2 separate regions of the Rattus norvegicus genome follow, and region 1 is linked to region 2. The links are chromatin contacts, called in public Hi-C maps. All regions are on one chromosome and are shown on one strand. Each heading gives the region's core, a stretch centred on a gene start, on an enhancer-like site or on the middle of the called end of the contact. The rest is flanking DNA. Distances are from core to core; before and after follow the strand shown.

The links. A called contact is a pair of places that touch in the nucleus more often than the background predicts.
Region 1: a Hi-C map of the Rat2 cell line shows a contact between it and region 2, with 3 times the contacts expected there. The contact joins two enhancer-like sites. A contact is called at or near these places in 2 of 12 Hi-C or Micro-C datasets (the Rat2 cell line and psoas muscle).

The regions. Positions count from the first base shown.
Region 1 is chr2:152,477,977-152,481,085 of GRCr8, forward strand. No RefSeq gene overlaps it. Among named protein-coding and RNA genes, the nearest start is that of Ccnl1, 28 kb to the right of the region's middle. Within about 2 kb of position 1,630, at least 60 of the 93 cell types and tissues checked have an H3K27ac peak or open chromatin away from gene starts, as enhancers often do.
Region 2 is chr2:151,969,965-151,973,143 of GRCr8, forward strand. It overlaps LOC102554278 (a long non-coding RNA gene), which reads right to left. Exons shown (of 4, transcript XR_005500996.2): 4 at 1-1,805. Among named protein-coding and RNA genes, the nearest start is that of Ssr3, 36 kb to the left of the region's middle. Within about 2 kb of position 1,442, at least 65 of the 93 cell types and tissues checked have an H3K27ac peak or open chromatin away from gene starts, as enhancers often do.

The sequences.
Region 1 (3,109 bases), core at 380-2,879, 510 kb after region 2:
GGGGTAGTGCCCATCGGTGGCTGTCACCTCTGACCCTTGAGGATGATTGGCAGTGTTTAGGATGCCATCTACCTGGCTCACCTTCCTAGGCCTCTTGCTGAAGCTCCTCCACCTGCCTCAGGCCTGGCTCTGCTTTGCCACCAACTCCTTCCTCCCACAACTTTTTTGACTCCTTCTTTTAAAAAAAATAATAATAATGAAATGGGTCTGGAGAAATAGTTCAATGGTTCCCAGCACCCTCATGGTAGCTCACAGCCATCTATAACTCCAGTTTCAAGGGTTCTGATATCTTTTGGCCTCCAAGGGACTGCAAACATGTGGTGCACAGCCGTATATGCGCACAAAACACGCACACATTTTTTATCTAGAAACTCAAGGGCTGGAGAGATGACTCAGTGGTTAAGAGCACTGACCGTTCTTCCAGAGGTCCTGAGTTCAAATCCTAGCAACCACAGGGTGGCTCACAACCATCTGTAATGAGATCTGATGCCCTCTTCTGGTGTGTCTGAAGACAGCTACAGTGTACTTATATATAAAATAAATAAATCTTTTAAAATATTAAAACATCTCTAAGTATTCTGTAGTGTTCAAGTTGAAAAAAAAATCAAAACAAACTAGCCTAGGCTGCTTCTTGCTGTACACACGTCAGAGTTAGATGACAGTTATGTACCCCCTAAGGAAATAAACAATACTACTTTCATTTTTCGTGTAGGTTTAACATCCCCTTCACTTTCTCAGAAAGAAATTAAACACTAGTATCTGTGTGGTAAGATAGCGTCTCATAGTGTCCAGACTCCGGCAAGGATTTTGCCCTTCTTGCTGGTTTTCCTATCTCCTGGGTGTGTGTGCAGCTGAGAGAGAAGGGGTGGGGGTGGGGGAGATGACACTCCGAAGAGGAGAGGGAAAATTGGGGGAAGAGGCACACACACACACACACACACACACACACACACACACACACACACACACACACACAGCGCAGACCTATTGTTCCAGAGGTGGCGGCTACACTCTTTGGGGCAGTACCCTGGATCTTCCTTTCAGGGAGCAGAGAATTGCTTCCCCATTTAGTGCCTGTGTTTTGTTTGTTTTCTGGCCTTTTCTTCTTCGTAAATCAATCGCCTTTCCTGATCACTCGGCCTGTGCAACACATATTCCTCCCTGTCTGGTCAGCTAAGTGAGCTGCCCCCTTTGTGCTCGGTTCCTGAGGGAGGGAACTAAGCGAATCTCCCACCTGCACAGGGTCAGAGAAAGCGTGAACAAGGACAAGGACGTGCTTGGCCCCGAGGGAGGCAGAGTGAGGGGGATCTGGGTCTGAGTCTAGAACACAGTCTCCTCCGGTGAAGTGTAAAGGGTAGAGCTAAGCCGTGGAGCCCTTGAAGCTACGGCTTGCCGGTGTGCAAGGAAGGACTGAGCTGGGCGACATTATAAAAACTACCGCTGTCTGCCTGGTTTCTGCGCTCACCTACCTCACAGAACCCGGCTTATCCAAGGCTCTGAGAGAGGAGTTTTCCAGGAGCAGCCAGGATCCTGGTGGGCTCCGCCTCTGCCACTCTGTGACCTCATATAGCACTAACCCTCCCAGGGTAATTCTCCAATCCTTGGCCCCCGGAGTGGGGCAATAACTCCTGCCCCACCCTCCAGTTTCCTGGGACTGAAGTGAGAAGCAAAACCAACACTGTGAGGAAACACGGTCTGAAGCCAAAGCCCTTTGTGAGTCAGAGGTGGAGTCTCCTGTCTTTCCCCATAGTTTACCAGCCAACCCCCAACCCCACCCCAACCCCGTCCAACTAACTAGCCACAAGCAATGGTGACCGCGTGCTGTCCCCTAGTGGCCAAACTGCACCCAATTCATTTCAGTAATCTTTCCAAGTCCCCTAAGAATACAAGAACACTTGGCGTGTATCTTTTTCTGTTAATACTGAGCCATCATTTGGAGAGACGCTCGAGTAGATCAGAACTGTGTGGCCCATAGCTGCTGGGAGCACTCCGAGAGCTTCCTCAGATGTGATCTTACTAGCTGCTCACTGCCTCGAGCTAGGACTGCCTCGTGTGAACCTGGACTGTCACATACATGCTGGGAAGGGAAGAAGAACAGCTTTGTTTAAAACAAAACAAAACAAACAAACAAACAAAACAAAAAAACCCACACAATAAAACAAAAAACCAAAACACGCAGCCTTTGCCTTCACATCTGTGCGATAATCTGGTCAACAGTCGCCCTCTAGTGTCGGTGAATGTAACTGAAAATTCATGCCCTTTGACCGGATCACGTGCTTTCCCTTAGCCTCTGAAGTAGATTTACAGTGAATCAACCCCCTCTCCTCACCTCCCCTTCCCTCTGCTCCACCTTTTCCCTTTCCCTCCTCTTCCTCATTCTCTCCCCCACACACTTGTTGTTTTTAAGTGCGGAGGGAAGTAAGGTCTCATTATATAGTTCACGTGGGCTTTGAACTTTCCTCAGCCTTGAGAGAGCTATGGTCACATGTGAGCATCACCCTGTCCAGAACAGTCACTTCATTATACCCCTTGTCATTCAATCGATTCTCAGATTTGAGTAGTTTCCTTTTATTTGTTTTGGTTTTGTTTTGTTTTTGTTTTTTGTTTTTTGTTTGTTTGTTTGTTTGTTTTTTCCGGAGCTGAGGACCGAACCCAGGGCCTTGCGCTTGCTAGGCAAGCGCTCTACCACTGAGTTAAATCCCCAACCCTGAGTAGTTTCTTTTTAAAACTCTGCTCCTGGCCTAATGACTGCTATGGGCACAGGCTCTTGAGCAGATAGCATCATGGGCTTCAGATACCCATAACAGATCAAGGGAGAATCTTGTCAACTTGGTGCCAAGTATTGTATGGCCTTCATAACAACGGCAAGCACAGCACAGAATAGCTTGAGAGGGGCTGACCGAGATCCCAGGGACTCACCAAAGCATCTCAACAAGCCATTGCATTGCCCGTTCCAGGACTGGGTTCCTGAGGACTCCTGTTCAACCTTTTTTTTTTTTTTTTTTGGTTCTTTTTTTCGGAGCTGGGGACCGAACCCAGGGCCTTGCGCTTCCTAGGTAAGCGCTCTACCACTGAGTTAAATCCCCAGCCCCTGTTCAACCTTTTGATG
Region 2 (3,179 bases), core at 192-2,691:
TATACTATTGACTTAATAGTATAAGGTGATAGTAATACTAGGTACTAGCTTTTGAGTTCTTTTCTGATTTCTAGAAGGGTACTTTTCCAGTGGTCATTTATTATGTCTGTCTGTCTGTTTGTCTGTGTCCCTGGAGGCTACAAAAGGGTGTCAGATCCCCTGAAGCTGGAGTTACAGGCAGTTGTAAGTGGCCAACTTGGATGCTGGGAACCAAACTCTTGGTCCTCTCTAAGAGCAGTAAGTGCTCAGAACCCACTGAGCCATTTTTTCTAGTCCCTCTTCCAGGTATTTCATAGACATTAAACTTAATCACTATTCACAGAAATTTTGAGAAAAGGAATTCCACTTTAATCACATCAAAATTACTAATAGTTCAACTTTGCAGCATAATTCTCCAGCTTCTCCATGCACCAAGACACACAACAGAGCAGAAATGGTATTGTCTAGTTTTTAATATAATATATGATATATATATGATATATATAATATATATATAATGTATGTATAAAGCAGTCATGCCAGAAACCCTGAAAGATGGCCTTTGCGTGGGCCGGTGCAGGATCTCTGCATGTGCTCTATTCCCATGTCCTGTCTGTGACCTCAGTGTGAGGCAGAAAATATTCTGGTCCAGGGATCAAAGCCTGAAATGGATTCCCATTTCCCCACACTCAAAACAAAGCAACCCCGGGCACAGGATGCTTTCTATCCCATGGTTATGATGAAGGGAAAAAAATACAAAACTCAAACCCAATCTAGGACAAAAATATATTCTTAAAGCAGATACTAATCATCAGTGATTAAAAAATAAACATTCATGCATGTTTATGTCCATAAGCTCCCACCCATAGTCACATGCATACAGATGTTAGCATTTAGAACAGAGTCAGGCTGCCTGCAAGGGCATTAGGATGCAAATGCTACTCGTTCACTTCCACATGTGCACCAACTACTTCACCTTTATGTGGTCCTTGTTCTCATAAAATTTTCAAAATTTCTAGCTAAGGATAAAGCCAACACAAAAACAAAACAACAAAATAAAATCAACCAAAAAAATGAATAAAGGTTCATTTCAGAGAGCCGTGGTGTGGGGTACAGGGATGGGAATGTTCTGTTGCCAGTCACAGGGTGACAGGCTCCTTCCAGGCTCCTTCACCTGATTGAACTGCAGACTTCAAAAAACCTAACGGTTTAGGGCTCCATCTGCCTGCTCAGTTGGATCTGTTTTGTTTTGCTTAATCGGGGAAATGCCCATATAATCTGCGTGTCTGGCATCCCTTGAAAAACCAGGCCTGGCAACACTGGGCGCAGATTCCTGCTTTAGCTGCAGTTTCTAGCCCCAGAGGACAGCTATCCCTGCCGACTTCCCCAGCAGGCTTCACTCAGACTGTCTGGCCCTGGAGGCTAGAGTTTAGAATCGCTCATTTATAAGTAGGGTTTGTGAACAGCCAACGTTCACTGTCCTCATTACCATCCCAGGGGAAATCTGGCCAAGTAAGTACACTGGAACACTGAAAAGCAGTTTCCTCTCAGCAAAGTGAAAGCAGCTGGCTCACACAGTTTGGCTCACTGGGCCTGTGGGAGCTGGGAGTACCCTCGTTTAAAGACTTCACATGGCTCGGATGTGCAAGCGACAAATCTGCTGTGTCCACTCCACTTCCCAAACTGTGCAGCTGGTCTTTAGTTGGAGGTCTCTTGGCTCATTCCCTGGGAGACTCATTTCAAGCGCCGAGGGAGACACCACTGGTGGTCCAGTTTGCTAGACCAGTCTTCTGTCGGGGTTGCTAGTAGTTAGAGCCGAAGATACCCTGAGCCAAAAGGGTCAAAAGAATGAATAAGACACGAGGGAAAGGAGAGATTTTATCTAAGCTATGCCTTATAAAATAACAGATTCTTTCTCATGTTAGAAGTGAGGATCATTCCAACCATCTGAGCTTTTATTTATTCAATAAATATTTATTAGACACCAACTTCGTGTTATTCATTGTGATGAACCAGATATGCAGTAATGACTAGGCTTGGCCCCTGCCCTGGAGAAGTTCACAGTGGAGGGAATTAACCGCATACTTTCAATTCCATAGCAACATGAGAAGTGACTGGCACCAGCTTAGAGGTGGGAGGAGTTAAAGACCAGTGCTTCAGAATTGGCTAGGAGATTCTACAATATTCCCACCTCTGCCTTGAAACATACAAAACCAGATCTTTTTAAATGTCCAATCACCCCAACCCCCAAAACTACCCACACTAAGAAGAGATACCACAGGCAAGTGGGAGCCCCTAAGGGATCTCCCAGAGCTTGTGATAACAGGATTTGGGGGCACACCCAGCCTGGGCTCTCTTGGATGCACAGAGGCCACTGCTACTCAACTAGAAATTAGAATTATTTTGAACATCCATTTCTTTTTTTATTTTAGTATAGAACAGAGGGTTTTTTTTGTTTGGTTTTTTAGTTTGTTTGTTTTTCAGGGAATGGGGAGGTGAGTTAGGGTGATAGAGGCAGAGAGAGAAAGAGTAGAGGAGTAGAGGCTGGCCATGGGCACATGGAAGGAGAGGGGGGAGGGGAATGGGAGAACACAGCAGGGGCAGGAAGGCAAGAGCAAGAGCGAACATTCATTTTTTTAAAGTTAGAATTCAAAAACAGCCCAATATGGGTAAACAAAAACAATTGTAGGTAGGTTTTGGGATAGGAAGGAGGGGTGCCCAGACTATGATCTCCAGAAGATCCACTTCCTAGCTCCATGTTTAAAATAAACTCTCACTAGGAAGTTTCTTAGGATTTGACCTTCACAGGAAGTCTCCCTAAACTTCTTATTCTTAAAGAGGAATCTTCTTAAAGACATAAGTGATTGAAATACAGTTTGTCTCTCCTGAATCTAATTCTTTTTTTTTTTTTTTTTTTTTTTTTTGGTTCTTTTTTTCGGAGCTGGGGACCGAACACAGGGCCTTGCGCTTCCTAGGTAAGCGCTCTAACCACTGAGCTAAATCCCCAGCCCCCTGAATCTAATTCTTGACGATTCTGATTCCCGGTACTCCAACTTCAAATCGCAAGCCTTCGCTGGTATGTGTCATTTCCTTCCAGGCTGGTTTTGCTGCCCTGCCCCTGGGTGACTTATCTTCCATTCCCCGAAGAGACTTCCTTTTCTGTTACTCACAGGTGTCCCATTTGCCCTGCCCAGATTGAG